2 separate regions of the Sus scrofa genome follow, and region 1 is linked to region 2. A link is a contact called in public Hi-C data. All regions are on one chromosome and are shown on one strand. The core of a region is the stretch at or near the end of the contact, and the rest is flanking DNA. Distances in the headings are between cores, read along the strand shown. Region 1 overlaps XPO6 (exportin-6). Region 2 holds the start of XPO6 (exportin-6).

Region 1 (4,575 bases), core at 2,012-4,511, 67 kb after region 2:
AAACCTGTCACTTTGGAGCTACTGAAACTTGGTTTTGTAATAGCATGTAGTGGAAAGAGCCTTGGCTGTGGGTAAAGGGACATGCTCCTACCCCTGACCTTGAACATGTCTCTGGATCTCAATTTCTTTGAAACAGATTTGAATTGGGATGATCTGTAAGAGCTCTCTGCATCACCGACTCAGATTTTTACAAGTTTGCTCGGTTTATTTTGTAAATTGGTTTGTCCAGCATAGTATCTCCTTAATGATGTGTTCCATGGACACCCCTGTCTTGTTAGGTTCTGTAGGGCCCAGTTGTGAAGACCAAATAAAAGACACCAATTGTGGTTACGCAGAACCCGAGGGAACCTAGGCTTAAGGTTGTAACATTCTGGTGGAAGTAAAAGCTGGTGGGTGTGTTTCTGAGGAGTAGTTGCATTAAGTAATTTCATTGTCTGGATTTCTTTTGCACCATAGCCTACTCATGAAGGTTACTTCTCTTGTTTGGATATCTGGACGCTCTTTTTGGACTATCTGACAAGTAAAATTAAAAGTCGTCTGGGAGACAAGGAAGCAGTTCTCAACAGGTAAACCGCAGAAACATTAATAACTAGAAATAGACATTTTTGTCATTTTTGTCAGAGGCAACCATACAGTCAGACCTCTAGTGAAACTGAATCACATAAGCTGTATAGGTAGTAATGCCATTGAGCATTTCATCTTTTTTCCCCTTAAATATCTCATTTAAAAAAATTTTTTTTTGGCATTCCCGTCGTGGCTCAGTGGTTAGTGAATCTGACTAGGAACCATGAGGTTGTAGGTTCAATCCCTGGCCTTACTCAGTGGGTTAAGGATCCGGTGTTGCCGTGAGCTGTGGTGTAGGTCACAGATGCGGCTCGGATCCCGTGTTGCTGTGGTGGTGGCGTAGGCCAGGGCTGCAGCTCCGATCAGACCCCTAGCCTGGGAACCTCCATATGCTGAGGAAGCAGCCCTAGAAGAGGCAAAAAGATAAAAATAAAAAAATAAAAATAAAAATAATTTTTTTTCTGATTAAAGAAGTAATATGTGTGTTAATTTTTTAGATACGATGATGCTTTTGTGCCCCCCCCCACCCCCATGGCCCTTATTTTAGAGATACAAGTATTTATTGGATGAAATGATACGACGCCTGAGATTTGCTTTAAAATAATTCCCTGGGGAAAGTGGGTTGCCCGTATGTTGATCATCGATCTTGAACTTAGTTGATAGGAACTTGGAGTTCATTATTGTCTTACTCCTTTGTATGTGCTTGAAAATTTCCTAAATAAAATAGTAAATACTTGTAAGGAAAATAAAGCATTTTAAAACCAGCAAAGGTGGAAAAATATAAAGAAGACAAATGATCCATCATCCCACAATCCAGAGATAATTAGTTTTGTTCTTACGCTATTTTAAAAAACAGAAAATGGGGAAATGTTCTTCTCCCCCACATGTTTCTCAAGCTCATTTTTCTCGTTTTGCACAGAAAGATGCTTCCTGTACACTGCGGTCATTATGCATCTAATTATCTAAAGCTACGTGTAGACATCTAATCTATCTAGAATGTTCGGCATGTTGCAGATGCTCAGTACATAGTATCAGTGGTTGATGGTGGTGATAGTGAACACGCCTCCGCCAGAAACCTACTAAATGGAGGTGGCGAGGAGACCCCCACCACCCCTGTCTGGGAAGAGTTGGACTGAACCTCTGGAACCCTTCCCATTGCTGAGGTCCTATGAGTTTTAAAAATTCTAAATGGAGTGTTTGTATTCCAAGTTTAAGCATATGCACTTTTGTTCCCAAAACTATTTTCGTGATTGCACAATAGCTTCCAAGTTGTTATGGTGTCAGATCATATGTGGTTATGGGTAGTTTATTTGTGTAGCAGAAACCTTCTTACACAATAGTGAATTTGGTGAATTTGCCAGTTCTGAGTAATTGTGCTTTTGAATGAGATTCTTCAAAGAAAAGGCACTTCCGCCAAGTTCTCTTTCTTATATACCGAGCAGTCGCATCCTTTGGTTCTGGGACTGTGCCTAAGTTTGCTGTATTTAAGCGGTAGATTTTTTTTCCCACATTTCTTAGGCTTGTTGGAAGAATAAACTGAGGAAATGATATGAAAATGCTTTTTAAAGCACAGTACACATGTGCTTTAGGTGTGGAGACTATGGTTTGATTGAGGAAATACACACTTGTGCAGATTATTGCACCAATAGGAGGGGCAGTGGTGCAGAGTTTAAATTTCTGCTGCTTCATGGTAGCACTGTTACTTTTGGTCAGATTGTATGCTGATCACATTTCCTCTTGCAAAACGAGCAGAATGGCTAGGATTCAAGGAAATTGTGTGTATAAAATACTTGCTACAGTGTCTGTCACGTATTACATCCTCAATAAATGGTCACAACAGTAATAATAAGTAATAGAAGATGTTGCTGCCATTTGACTGAGACGGTGACCATGTTACTAAGTGACAGGGTCTCTGGACAGCAAAGGCCTTCAGTCTGTGATCTTGATCTGCCTGCCCAGGCATCTGTCATCTGTTAGTATAGTTGTCAGTGGGTCTGGCTAACCGCCTTAAACACTCGGGATTTTTCTCTTTGATCATTTGATTTTTATCCTAAACGAGGCTTTCTAATTTTTCATGACTTAAAAAAAAAATACACGTATAATACTTTTATGCCTTAAAAAAAAAAAAAACACACACGCACAAACCCTGAACCTTCAAAGCTGGTGTGTGGTTTGTGCCGTTAAATGGTAACCATCATCTGGGGAACTGCTTCTCAGTCAGACCCCCCCGCCAGTGGTCTAAGGTAGAGACTACGAAGAAGGGTGTGTAAGGTAGTTTGTTGCTGTGTGCACAGAAAATCTTTGAACTTTGATGTTTTCCTGTCACCTCTTATGCTCTGTATTTATACAAGTGTGTACCCAAAGATTTTTACATGACAGTTTTGAAAGTTTGGCAACCACTTTTCTAGGTTAAATTAGAGATCCCAGCATACTAGAGATGCACTGTTTCATAGATGCAGCTGATAAAGAGGACTGGCTTCTGATAATTACCACATTCATTCATTTCAACAAAGAGCCTGTAAGTGCAATCAACTGTTTTTCAGCTGATAAAATATATCTGAAAGAAATTGGAAGGGGCTTTTGTGGCTTGAGCCAGAATTTCAGAAGCAACTGATCTTGCAGGAAGTCGTCAAGAATGTTTTCTTGGTGTCTTAAATGGGAAACGTAGGTGTGGTTAAGTCACAGAGGCAGCATTCAGTTCCTGTCCCTTGTAGTTTAAGGGTTTTGCATCATTCATCACAACAAAGTGGTAGGGATTGTAGGCTATGAGTTGAGAAGCCCAAATGTTTGTGGATTTCTTTTTGGTCCTAGGAGCTTGGAAATTGGAGCTCTGCATATTCCTTGCTCAGTAAGGACGTTCAAGAGTTTCTTGATCAGAGCTACTGGGCACTTAGAGAACTCCAGTCCCAGGGTTAAGGGAATAAATGTTCTGTAACATACTGAGCGGGGCAAAATTGCTAATAGGGTTCCTTGTCCAGGTTTGCCATTTTTGAAGCAGTGCTGTGGGAAGAACTGAATTTCAGTCTTCTTTTCCTCTTTGGCTTGGGGAATGGTTGTGCCTCCATTACAAGTTGTTGAGAAAATTAACTGAGCCAGTGTGTTTCAAGTACCTTGGCTGACAGTAGCTGTTCAGTAAGTAAGCATTAGTTCTCTTCCCCTTTCTCTTGCACACCCTTCTCTCTGTGCCTGTCAGTGTGAAGGGAGACACCTGTGCAGAAACTTATTTTTACGGGAAGGTGAGGAAACTCGAAGTGAGTTAAGCAACCTAAAGTTATCGAGTCATGTCCTGTGAACCCTCTTGCCTGAGAGAACTGGCAAAGGCTGGCCACAGACCTGCCAGGTTGACATGAGATTGGATTGTAAACAAATGTGACTAAGCGTGAGAAAAATTGCTGCCCTCTCATTCTGCTTGGGTCTTTCCGCTTAATAAAGAGGAAGTGCCATTGTGACGCATGGCATTTTGATACAACTAATAAAAGGTAGTAACTAGGTTTATACGAAGGCTCTGGCAGATTTCTAGCTCCTGCTAAGAGAAATTCATGCTCTTGACTGCCCGAGAGACCAAGTGAATGGCCTCCCAGAGATTTCATTGAGCTGAGAAAGTCATCCAGGATTGTGCTTCAGCGCCTTACAGTTCTCTGACTTGGAATTTTATCTGTTTATTGCCTGTGTGTTTATTCATTTTTTTGTTCATTTGTTCTTTCATTCATCATAGATTTACTCAGCACCTGCTATGTGTCTCCTTCACACGTATAATTTTAACTCTCAGAAGAAGTTGGGAGTGCTTTCGGAATCTCATTTATGGCTTGAGCCACACAGGTGTATAGGTTTATTTCCATTGTAATTTTAAGTATTTAATCTGTAAATTTCCCTCTGAGCACTGCTTTAGCCTTATCTATCAAATTTCAATGTGTCGTAGTTTCCTTTTCATCTAAAATACTTTGTAATTCTCTTGAGATTTCTTCTTTATTAACTAATTCCCAAATATTTGAGGATTTTCCCATATGTCTT
Region 2 (4,356 bases), core at 473-2,972:
TATGCCCCCCTCTCTTTGCCTAGCAAACTACAGCACGTCTCTCAGGCAGGAGCTTAAATAAATGTCACTTCCTGACCCCCTCTCCATCCCAACCCCCAAGATTACCTTAGATCTCTTGGTTTGTATGTTTCTTTTTTTTTTTTTTTTTGGCAGCCCCACGGCATATGGAGTTTCCAGGCCAGATAGCCGAGCAGCAACCGCGATCTACATCGAAGCTGCAGCAATGCTGGATGACTAACCTATTGTGCGTGGCCAGGGATTGAACCTGAGTCCCAGCACTCCCAAGACACCACTGATCCACTTGCGCCTCAGCGGGAACGCTGGCTTGTATTTTTCTTTGATGCTCTTATCACAATTATAAGTGATTACTTATTTTGTCATACTTTGAAAATAATTTGTCTATTTTATTAAGGGCCCAAATGTGTCTGTTTTGCTCAGCACTGAATCCTTCCAACAATGGTTGTCGCTTAGGAGGGAACAGTAAATATTTGATGAAAGAATAAGTGAAAGCTGTTGCTTTCTGTGGCCATGAGTGATAACAGCAGTTCTCCAGGGGTGATTCCTGGAGCTGCAGCATTAGCATCACCTGGGAACTTGTTAGAAATGTAAATTAGTACCCCAGACCTACTAATTAGAAACTCTGGGAGTGGGTACTGGCAATTAGTGTGTTAACAGCCCTCCTCCCTCCCACCAGGTGATTCTGCTTCGTGCTGGGGTTTGAAAGCCACTCTACAGACTTGCTCCAGTCTCTGCGTAGGTATATCCTAGCAGCACCTGTTCCTTGGGATGGTTTCCTGCTGTTTCTTAAAATCAGCACTTTCAGGAGTTCCATCACAGTTCAGTGGAAACGAATCTGACCAGCATCTGTGAGGACGGAGGTTTGATCCCTGGCCTCACTCAGTGAGTTAAAGGATCTGGTGTTGCCGTGAGCTGTGGTGTAGGTGGCAGATGCTGCTGGGATGTGGCATGGCTGTGGCTGGCAGCTACAGCTCTGATTAGACCCCAAGCCTGGGAACCTGCATATGCTGCGGGTGTGGCCCTAAAACGACCCCCCCCAAAAAAAACCCCCCAAATACCCAGCACTTTTACAAGTCAAGTGGGTTTGAGACGGGAACAGGAACTCACACCTTTTTCCTCTCAGAATCTCTGCAGCTGCTGTTCCTTTGACTGTGATCACTGACTTTATCCTTCAGGCCTCAGTTTACATTTCCAGCCCTCCCTTCCATTTTCTATCTCCGGCCCCCACGTGTTTGTTGTGTTCCTAACACAGGACTCCTCGTTTCTTACAATTCCTTTATTCACTTGCTTTCTCCTTGCTCCTCACCTGCCTCCTCAAAGGCAGCGACCACAACAGTCTTGTGTAGTGCACTAGCCCTAGCACGCACTGCAGCACATGGTCCTCAGCAGGACTGTAAGCTCCGCGAAGGCAGAGGCTGCGTGTCACTGACTTCCAGCCCTGTGCGGGGCACGCAGAAGGCGTCTCCTGATTTGCAGAATGAATGAGCCCAGGAAACGAAAGAGAAACCGCCCCTTTACTAAGATGGCCAGCCCGGCACCCTTTACCAACATGGCCACCGGCCCACGTGGACAGGCTGAGAGCGGCGGGCGCGGGGCGGGGCCGGGCGGGGGCGGGGCCAGAGGGAGCCGTCAGGTGCGGCCCCGCCCCGCGCCCCCACCCCCCGCCCGCTCGATTCCGGATTGGTCCGGTTCCAGCGCCGCAGCCCGGCGGCCGCGCCGTGGGGCCGCGCCGGGCGCTCGCCACTTCCGGCGCGTTGGGGCTGTTGGTCGCGGGCTGCCGCGCGGCGCGAGAGGGTAGCTCCGGGGAGGGCGCGCGCGCAGGGATGCTCCGGGGGTCGGGGGCAGTGGCGGCCGTGTGGGCTGAGGCGTCAAGGATAGCGCTGGCCCCCGGGCCTTTCCCTTGAGCCGGCCGCCCGGGCTGCGCCGCCGAGGCCCCTTCAGCCTCCGCCCCTTCAGCCTCGGGGCCGGGCCCACCGCCGCTTCTGAACGCGGAGGCCGGGGAGCCCCTGCCTGGGCCCGGAGCCTCCCCTCGGGGGTCGGGCCCAGGCGGGGGGGCCCCGAGCCGCTGCTCTTCTTGTCGGCCTCCGAGCCCCATTTCCTGCTTTTTTCACTTTCCTTGGGGAGGGGCGGGTGGGTCTGGATGAATTGTTCCAGGGGTCCCCGATGAGGCGGGCCGGGGGGCCGCACTCTTTTTAGAGGGTCCCTTCGGGGCCCGGGTGGGGTAGAGGTTGTCTTTGCATGGGTGGGGGACTTCCCGAGCCTGCCGGGACCATGACCTGAACTGTGCGAGCGGGACGTGTCCGAAGCCCGAGAGCCAGCTCACCTGAGCCGCCCCCTCCCCCGGCCAGCATGGTAAGTGGGATCTGAGCCCCTTCCCTCCCTGGGTGCGGGGCCTGAGCGGTGGGAGCGGGCTCGGGACTGCTGAGCCATCGCTTCTCCCTGGGGCGGGGAGAGGCGCGTGCCGAGCCCGGCAGTGACACATGCGTGCAGGGTTTGCAGCAGGGCTGTGAGCTCCCATCCCCCCAGGGATGGCTCAGGACGGGGAGGAACCTGGACGCGGAGCAGGCACAACCCTTGCATCTGGTGTTTGCCTCTCTTATATTGTAGCTCTTCGCGACAGTAGCTATCATTTATTTATTGAGGGCTTACTGTGCGTCAGGTGCTGTGCTAAGTAATTGACAAGTATTTAACAAGCTCAGCGGCCCTGTGTTCTGAAGTGGGGAGACTGAGGCACAGAGCAACTAAGTACTCAGTTCAAGGTCACTCTTAAGTGACAGTGGCAATATTTCACCTTAGTCTGATTTCAGAGCTCCTGATCCCCTTCACAGGCTGGAGGGGATCTTGCTGTAGGTTTATATATGGAACAGCTGTGAGGGTTTGTGGTTTGCAGAGGTCACTTAACCTAGATCTCAGCAAAGTCAGGAACTGCCCTATTCTTTTGACACCCAGTCAGCTTTTCTTTCTGCAGCTTGCTCTGGCCTTTGGCCTGGTAGTGCCTGGAGAACTCTTCATCCTTCCAGATCTAGTTCAGAAGCTACTTTCTTCTGAAGAGATAACATCCCCCATTTTCCAGACCCATAGGCGCTCTCTGTACTCCCTCAGATTTGTGTAGTCATATTTATTTTTAAGCACTTGTCTTATTGTTACCGTAATTGTTTCTGAATCTTATCTGTCTACTGCAGTAGACTCAGTTCAAAGATGAAATTGAACTTTTACCTGGCCCAGTTTCTGGTACATAGTAAGCCCATAGGAAGTGGTGGATCGCTTCCCCTGTGTTTGAGCACCTCCAGTTACAGAGATGTTCTTAAGACTGCCCATGTTACCCCTGTCATGTTAGGGGTTTCGTAGAGAGAAGAGATGCATTGATATCTCCAGTGATGTAGATTTTCAGGCCCAGTGGAGTTTTCAGAACATTCTAGGGGCCTGTGGGTGATTAAGTTCTGGACATAGAAAAACCTAAGGCATAATTGTCTTCATGGGGCTTACAACCAGTCAGGTAAAACACACCATTAAGGCCAGGTGGCACTGTATTATAGATACTGTATATAGAATAGTGGCAAGTCAGTTAAGCTCTCTGAGTCCTAGTTTCCTCATCTATAAAATGTGGAGAAGACAGGAATCCTCTAATGAATAATCTAAAGATGTGAGTAATTTAGTGAATAATGAAAGTAGTAGTACACAGTATTCCATCTTTCCTTTATTCTTTCAATGACTTTGGTTTTGTTTTTTAAATGGTAGTGAAATATACATTCAAGTTGACCATTTTAACCATTTTACTTTACGTGTCCAGTGCAGTAGCATTAGGTATGTTCACATTGTTGTGTGTCCATCCCCGGAACTATTTTCATCGTGTAAAACTGAAACTCTACGCTGTAAACAGTAATTCCCTTTCCCTTCTCCCCTCATCCCCTCGTGGCCACTGCTCTACTTTGTCTCTATGAATTTAACTGCTCTAGGCCCCTTTATATACATGGAATCATGTAGCTTTTGTCTGTGACTGGCTTATCTCACTTAACATAATGTCCTCCAAGTTCATCCCTGTTGTAGCATCTGTCAGGATTTCCTTCCTTTTTAAGACCAAATAATATTCCATTGTTGATGTGTACCAGATTTTGTTTATCCATTCATCTGTTGATAGACACTTGGGTTCCTTCCACCTTTTGGCTATTGTGAGTAATGCTGCTGTGAACAGGGAGTATACAAACCTTTTAATGAGTTTTAAGTAGCTACTACATGCATGGCCCAAGAAATGTCAGATGAACCAAACACATGTACCTCTCCTCTGGTAGCTGACAGCATCGCTTTCGAACCTTCGGACAGAATTTCACTGTATGTTGA

The links. A called contact is a pair of places that touch in the nucleus more often than the background predicts.
Region 1: a contact with region 2 is called in a Hi-C map of alveolar macrophages, with 1.9 times the contacts expected there. The contact joins the enhancer-like site here to the promoter of XPO6 in region 2. A contact is called at or near these places in 11 of 47 Hi-C or Micro-C datasets (alveolar macrophages, blood, embryonic fibroblasts and 2 more) and 1 of 2 datasets of contacts at active chromatin or transcription factors (alveolar macrophages).

Annotation. Positions count from the first base shown.
Region 1 is chr3:18,836,235-18,840,809 of Sscrofa11.1, forward strand. XPO6 (exportin-6) reads left to right here. Exons shown (of 24, transcript XM_003124525.6): 9 at 457-566. Among named protein-coding and RNA genes, the nearest start is that of GSG1L, 66 kb to the right of the region's middle. Within about 2 kb of position 3,262, at least 21 of the 83 cell types and tissues checked have an H3K27ac peak or open chromatin away from gene starts, as enhancers often do. A contact at or near this core is called in alveolar macrophages, where this site is marked.
Region 2 is chr3:18,770,336-18,774,691 of Sscrofa11.1, forward strand. XPO6 (exportin-6) reads left to right here and starts at 1,723. Exons shown (of 24, transcript XM_003124525.6): 1 at 1,723-2,370. The coding sequence starts at 2,368.